2 separate regions of the Anas platyrhynchos genome follow, and region 1 is linked to region 2. A link is a contact called in public Hi-C data. All regions are on one chromosome and are shown on one strand. The core of a region is the stretch at or near the end of the contact, and the rest is flanking DNA. Distances in the headings are between cores, read along the strand shown.

Region 1 (3,896 bases), core at 78-2,577, 100 kb after region 2:
AGCTAAAATTGAAAACATTTGAAGTCTTTTCCACTCCTTAGCAATCAGTTTGAGACAAGCAAGTAGAGAAAATTCATGTCAGTTTTGTACACATATTGTGAAAAAATAGAGATTTTCAATTTTTAGTATCTTGCGTGCTATTTTGAAAATGAGGGAAAGGAGAGTGTTTAAAAATTCAGCTTTCTTTAAGCTCCTCTCACAGTCTGAAAATAGCATTCCACCTTTAGGCTGCCGGTTAGGGCAAGATAAACAGTTATGAATGAAGCACGCTGACTGGCCAAAAGTGAGATAATAGTTTGTAGGAATAGGTCTATATATAGCTCGAAGGGTACAGCAGTCTGAACTGCAGTATCCAGTGACTCACGAACGGTGTGCTCACGGTACAGTCTTGTCTGAAATCTCAGCACTGCTGCTGCAGTGAGCGTGAATGAAAAACTCGTACAAAGAACAGGCTGCAGGGTTTTGTGGCTGTACCTAGGCAGCTACAATTAATAACTCAAACCTCAGTTCCACAGGGCAGGTATCAGATTCGTCACAGCTGACTGCTTCCTTGTGGACTGGTACAAGAGGAGGGCTGTAAGAAGAGTTGGTTACATCACACAAATACCAGCTCGTATGGAGAGTAGGTGGTTGTCTCACCTGGCAGATGCAATAATGAAGGCGAGTGTTCATTTCCAGCTCTCAAAGGCTTGATTCAGATCATGCAATGCCGCTATGTAGGAGATTTCTCAGTGATAGGACAGGAATAGCAGTTTTGATGTATAATTCCTTGAAATTAACAAAAACACCCCAATATTTTGGGGTGAAAGAGTCAGTAACTGGTCTGTTATTGTCCAGAGTTGACTCCGAGTAGCCCCATGACCTTGCATTAGCCTCTCGCCAGTTTCCATAGATGCAAAACGGAGCTAACAATGCCTAATTACCCACTTCATCTTCTAAAAAGGGTTAAGGCTGGGGGCGCTATGACCATTTAATTACCCTTTTTAATGAGCTCTGCAAATAAGTGACTAGGAACTGGTATTGCTGGCGTAAATCATGCAGCGGCCGGACGCGGTGGGCGCGGGCGGGCTGCCGAGGCTGGGCACTGCTGGAGGAAGAGCAGAGGCCGGCCCAGGCTCAGCACCCAGGCCCAGCACCCAGCGCCCAGTGCCCAGGCCCAGTGCCCAGGCCCAGGCCCAGGCCCAGTGCCCAGCTCCCAGGCCCAGCAGCCATCCCTGCTCCCAGGCCCTCTCCCAGGCCGGCTGCCTCTCTCTGGAAGGCGAGCAGCCTGCGCCTGCTGAGCGCGCTGCCAAGCTCCTTGCATCATCCGCTCTCCTCCCCCTCTCCCCACCACAGCTGTGGCAGCAACAAGGGGAGGAGTGTGTCTCTCTGTGGCGTTTCCACCCGTTTGATCCCTCTCAGGCAATCACGTGGAGGTGGGGTTTCTGCCTCGCTTACGTGTCTGTGTTTTGAAATCAGCCTCTCGTGCAGCCGCCCCGCAGCCAGCACGCCGCCGGCCGCCCCGTACCACGCAGCTGTGTAGCAGCGGTGACTGCCATAACTACCTGTGGCTCACGTTCCTCAGACACTGCCCGCAAACAGCAAGGACGCAGGCACCCCACTCGCCTCCCGACACCCGCTGCCCACCTTGCCCCCCGCCCGCCGGCCGTACGCAGGGAGGGAGATGTTCAGTGCGAGGGAGCTTGGAGGGAGAAAGGCTTTCTCAGGTCAAGTTTCTGCTTGTCGGTGGCAGGACGCAGGCTCCCAGTTCAGGGCTTGGCAGCGCTGCCTGGTGCTGCTGCCCCTGCCACCCACCCATGGGGCACCCAGGGGTGCCCAGCGCTCCTGCCCCTGCCTGCAGCGTGCTCGTGCAGCTCCCCCAGCAGAGCTGGGGACACCCACAATCTGCAGGGTGCACAGAGAGCAAGCCGGGCAATTGTAGTCCTGACATTCATTTATTATGAAAAAAAAAAATAACGAGTTCTTCGTGCTGGCTAGGTCCAGAAACGCCATTGTCTTTTCTTCGAGCGTTTGTGAAATATCCAGGGATCAGGACTCTGTGCCGCCTTCTTGTATCTCAATGTAGCTGCTGTTAGAACGCTGCCATCAGAAGGGGCTTTTCTTCGGCTTCCTGAGGGCAGTCAGTGAGCGCAGTGGTATGCACGGATGGAGACAGTGCCCAAAGAGGGGAGAGGAGGGAAGATGAAGAAAGGAGTGGTCAGCTTTACGTATTTCAAAACAAAAAGTCCGAGATAAGTCCAGAGATTTTTTTGCCATTTTAGTTGTCTTCAATCTCTATTGATGTTTTTTTTTTTTTTTTTTTACCAGCATTGTTCAGCTAGGGAGTATTTACATTTGTTTATTTTGATTTTAGAGTGTTGATGAACAGCATGTGAAAGAAACAAACCCAAATGAGTTCAAAGATATTATCACTTTGTCATTAATGTACTTTGAGGCTTTTTTTTTATCAACAATCTCACATTCTCAGATGCCACTGGCAAAGCTGCTGAGGGAACATACAATTGGAACGCAGACTGTAATTGAGCCCAGCCAGGTGCCATCAGGGGTGTCACATAACCCGGCTCTAAATGTCTGTAACACGGGAGAGGCTGGTTTGTAGGTTTGTTTGTTGTTTATGACAAGAAGATGGGAGTCTTCTCCATGTCCTAGGAGCCTCTCCTGCCCCTCTGTTCTCTGATGGCTAGAAACCCTGCCAGCAGACAGGTGACCATCTCCTGGTTAGGCAAAGGGAGTGCTTTACAAGACTTTTTAAGGGTAAAACTAACAATTTACTTCAATTGCAGTGGCTTTCACTGGCAGCAGACTAAATTCATGTTAATTTCAGTGTATGTCACGTTATGTCCTGTGTATTTCTAAATGGTAGCTGATGATTGCAGATTTCCTTCGGTCAGCCCTTCCACTGCCCCCCTCAGCAGCCACGTTTCCATTTTCTGCTGGGATGGATGTACCACGGCACATACGATCACTAATGCAGCGAGTGCAGCTTCACGTGCCTGGCAGTGTGCTCATAAAGGGCCTGATGAAATACAGAAAGCCCTTGCCAGTCACCATAAACAATGGTGCCCCAAGGAAATGAAAAATTGCCTGCCTGTTTTACACCCATGTGCTTTACAGATTAGAATGTGGCTTTAGGTATTTAGGTGCTTTAAGCCTGACTGTAAGATTTTTTTTTATTCCCATAATAATGAAGTGGAACTAAATGATCTATTTTCTAATATGCCACAAGGCTGATTAAATAGGAGGCTGGAAAAGGGGTTTTAGAGTCAACATTCAGCTTTGGGTATTCTTTTCTTTGTTTGTTATTTTTTAACAGTGGATTGGAAAAGATTACAAAGCCTGAAATGAATATAAATAGTTTCCTGATTTAATAAAAAAAAAAAAAAAAAAAAAGAAAGAAAAAAGAAAAGCAGAAGAGGACTTGATTTAAATCTTGCCCTGAGGAGCTGGCAGCTCAGCGACAACATTACGGACTTGTGTAGTAGAACTGCAATGAGTAATTCCTCACCAAAAGAAAATAAAAGTTGTCTAGAAGGTTTAGCTTCAAGATGTTCTTCTAGCCTAGCTAGAATTCACACAAGGAATTAGGAAACTATTATTTAAAATAGTATCTCCTACATAGCTCTTCTTGTCTTCAGAATACTTTGGTAGCATCAAATAAATGATTTTTGCAGCACTCCTGCTCCTCATAATCTTAGTAGTACTTAGATGGGAAATACGAGTGACTGCTTTCCCCCAGCACACCTGGGACCAGGCAGCCTCCTTGTACATCCCTCCATGTGCGAGCAATGTCCAGAGGTACCTAGCACTTACACACACTAGCGCACCCTCACCTTGGGGACCTTGCAGTCCAAAGAACTTGCATTTGAATAATTATATAATTTAAGAATTTCAACTCT
Region 2 (3,749 bases), core at 1,074-3,573:
CTCTCTCACGTACCTAAAAATAACAACAAGACAGACTGAAATATTCATTAGCGCAGGATGGGAGAGGGAGATGCAGGACACGGGGAGCAACTGGCTCAGAAACGCTGCCTAAGGATGGAAGGGAGACAGTAATAGTAATAATTGTGTGTTCCTTAATGAAAGCAGCAAAATTACTGCCCATTTGACCACCTCCCTGCGGGGTCCCCCCACCCAGCAGCCGCTGTTCCCACGGGCACGCTGCCGCAGCCCCGACAGGGCTCAGCTCCCAGGCACCTTCAGGGACAGGGACCCCCCGGCCACCCTCGCTCCTGGCCCTGCTGCCACCAGGAGCAGTGGCCCCAAGAGAAGCGGGGGCAGATGCAGCGCGGAGCCTCGCAGGGGTTCCTGTGCCCCAAGCCCAGTGCCCATGGAGCTGCCGCCAGCTGCAGCCCCCCTGACACCCCTCAGCCAGCCCCACTCCTACAGCCACACACAGAAAAGCGGGGGCACGGCCGGCAGCCACCGCGCATCCCCCCCGCCCTGCCCGCAGGCACGCCGAGCCCCCAGCACTGCTACCAGCTCCCAGAGCAGACTAATGCCTTTCTAACATTGTTCTGAATGTCAGGCCAGATGTTGAAGCTTATTAAACAGTATTCAAGTGATGAATCAATGGTTATTATTTTGATTAAAGAAGTGTGGGTTCTCCATTACGTGAGCAAGATGTAACTGCAGTTGTTCCCATCCTTCAGTGGGAACCTCTGCTGCCTGCCTCCCCACAGCCAGCTGCACTTCACACGCCTGCCTCTGAATATGGAATTTCATCAGCAAGTGATTAATTATTTAAAACCTCTGTAGCACTGGTTGGAGACACACACACACACACACACACACACACTCACATGGAATTTCACTTCCTGTGCCCATTAATTGGGACAAACAGAAGCCGAGAGGAAAGGGCAATCAGGAGGGCGCAGCCCCAGCAGAAATAAGCCAGGGAGGCTCCTGGTGAGTCTCCAGGACAAGCTGACCTGCTGGGTTTCTTGGTATAAGGAACCAAGGGCAGTGCAGTCCCAGTGCTCCCTGACAGCTCTTGCACGTAATAGTGCTGCAAAAGCACTGACAGGAAAGCCAGAGGGATTTGGGGGAAGGAAGGAGAAGGAAAAGAGGGATGGCAGAACAGCCAAGCAAAGCAGCCATTATAATATTTTGTGTCTAAGTGTGCAAGAAAAGGTGTTCTGGGCTGCCAAGGGGAGGAGAAAACGAAAAAAAAAAATAAAAGGAAAAAAAAAAAAGAATAAATAAATAATTAAAAAAAAAAAAAAAAACACTGTGGAATAACCTTGCAATGGTTCCCACTCTGGCAGTTGCCCAGGCTCGCGGGGCTCCCAGCCGCAGCTGGGACATGGGGACAAGCCCTGGGCCCGTTCCCAGCTCCCGCGTCACCAGCAGGGCATTGTCACCCGGAGCCACTCCATTCACAGCCTGGCATCGCTACAGCGCCCTGCTCAAAAGTCACACGCTCTGGACGTCACAAACTACACAATTAAAAATCAAAAGATACAGAGAAAGCTTGTTTGCAATGTCAGCCTGTCCCAGCTGCTCCGAGCACTCCATCCCCAGCAGCAGCGGGTCCCCGCGCACCACGGCCGCCTCAGACCCCTTCAGCCCCACGGCAGCAGCCACGATGCTCCCCAAACACCCACGCGTGTCCCGAGACATCCCGGGGGCAGCCACACCAGCCCGGTGTGCGTGGGACCAGGACGCTGCCGGTGCCCCCCAGCTCTCCCGTGCCGGGCTGGGACATTTCCCCGGACACCAAACCTCTTTGGGTCCCTGACCCTCCTCTACCTCCACTGCGCCCCAAACGAACGCCCCCCACCCGGGGCTGCCCCTTCCCTGCCCGGGGGCACGTCCCCATCCCAGCACCCGGTGCCCCCCGCGCCTGGGGCTGCTCCGCGACCCTCGGGGTGCCGGGAGGGGCTGGGTGCCCCCCCCCCAGCAGAGCACCGGCCTGCCCCGCCCGCCCCAGCACCGGGGGCTGCCCCGCACACCCAAGCCGGGACCACCGCGCAGAGTGCGCCCCCGCCGTGCGCGGGGACCCCCGACCCGACCCGGCCCAGCGGGGACCCCCGGGCACCTCCCGCGGCCCCCACCGCCCGGGACCCCTCCGTCCCCCCCGGCCCCACTCACCAGCGCACCAGCTCCCAGCGCCGCTCCCCCGCCGCCTTGCCCGAGGCCATGTCACCGCTCGGGGCTCGGCGCCGCACGGCGAGGCGGGGCGGGGAGCGGAGCCCCGGGGCGCTCCCGGTGCGGGTCCCGGTGCGGGTCCCGGCTGCGGGCAGCGCGGAGGCAGCGCCGCGGCTGGGCTGGGCGGTGCGGGGCGGTGCGGAGCGGCCGGGCCCTGCGCGCTCCCCCTGGCGCCGCTCCCCGCACCCCGCGCCCGGCCCCGGTGCCCCGGCGGCGGCCCCGTTACGTAAAGCAGCCGCAGGGCCGCTCCCCGCCGGCCGCCCCGGGCACCAGGCGGGCACCACGCGGGACCGGCAGCGGGGGCGCGCACCCCCCCCCCCCCGTGGCCCCCAGGGAACGGGTGCGTCCCGGAGCCGGCGCTCAGCGAGTCCCCACCGAGCGCTGCAAAGCCCGGGGGTCCCGGCTGTGCCCCCCTCTGGTGCGGTTACGGGTGGCCCCTGGTGCTCAGGGAACGGACTGGAACTACTTTTAGATGTTATTTCAAGGAGATTCAAATCACGCTGAAAGTGGTTTCACAAAAGGCGTGTTCTGTCCCTACATCCTAACTTTTCTGATTTGTAAGAACAAAATTTTGCAAGTTCTCATTTGCCAGGTGTTGTACACGATCCAGCAGCTTCACTTAAATTAAGTAGCATTAGTAGCCCAAGTAAGTACCTTTTATTAGTAATTGCAGAGTCCCGCTCTTGCAGGAGCTGAGCCCACCTGGAGCACATCAACACCTCTGTCTCAGCTGATCCTCACTAAAGCAGTGCGGGGTTCTGGTGGCTGCACAGGCTGTGGCTCTCCCAGGGTCACACACGGGGATTCAGCCGGGGTCTTGTGCATGTGGGCAGTGACCCTCCCTCGGGGAGAGCCCAGAAGCAGCACCTGCAGTGACAGGACAGCATTCAGCTGCTGGCAGCCTGCTGGGCTGCAGGGAGCAGCATCTGTGGCAGGGCCAATAACTTTGTCCTGAGCTGGACGCTTTGTCTGAAATGATGACAAGGCAGTTGTTTATACTGAACCCAACAGATTTTAATGAGGCTGAGAGCAAGTGAGCCCACTCCCACTCCCTCTGGCCTACACAGCCCCCAGCAGGGCAGGGCCGCAGCCTTCTCCGATCCCTCGGTGCTCCCTCGGCTTCTCTCCAGCGCTTACTCCCTGGCAGGGGCCAGGCGGGGAAGCAGCAATGGGGCCAGGTGGGAACAGAACGGGTGTGGGAGAGGCCAAGGTTCTCCCTTCTGCCCTGGCGCCAGGGAACCAGCCCGCCCTGGTCCAGCACACCTGGTTCTGCAGGCCTGGGAGATCTAAGGAATTAAAATAAATTTTATTTTAGGAAAAAAAATAAATAAACTGATGAGGTTTAAAAATAAATAAATGGCATAGTCTCACAGGAACCACACACCAATGTATCAGGCATCTCCCATTTTCCCCTTTGCACTGCCAGCACCACACCGATCACAGGCGGGTCTCCCTTTGGGGCCAGCACACCCAGGTGAGGCTGTCGGATTTGGCCCCGTTATTTCCCGGCCCAAGGCTGCCGC

The links. A called contact is a pair of places that touch in the nucleus more often than the background predicts.
Region 1: a contact with region 2 is called in a Hi-C map of subcutaneous adipose tissue, with 2.2 times the contacts expected there. The contact joins the enhancer-like site here to the promoter of RAP1GAP2 in region 2. A contact is called at or near these places in 3 of 8 Hi-C or Micro-C datasets (liver, skeletal muscle and subcutaneous adipose tissue).

What each region holds. Positions count from the first base shown.
Region 1 is chr20:749,359-753,254 of IASCAAS_PekinDuck_T2T, forward strand. No RefSeq gene overlaps it. Among named protein-coding and RNA genes, the nearest start is that of PAFAH1B1, 15 kb to the left of the region's middle. Within about 2 kb of position 1,328, at least 8 of the 8 cell types and tissues checked have an H3K27ac peak or open chromatin away from gene starts, as enhancers often do. A contact at or near this core is called in subcutaneous adipose tissue, where this site is marked.
Region 2 is chr20:644,188-647,936 of IASCAAS_PekinDuck_T2T, forward strand. It overlaps RAP1GAP2 (RAP1 GTPase activating protein 2), which reads right to left and starts at 2,324. Exons shown (of 26, transcript XM_072026034.1): 1 at 2,170-2,324; 2 at 1-13. The coding sequence starts at 2,219. LOC139999132 (a long non-coding RNA gene) reads right to left here. Exons shown (of 3, transcript XR_011804236.1): 2 at 3,611-3,749; 3 at 3,270-3,512.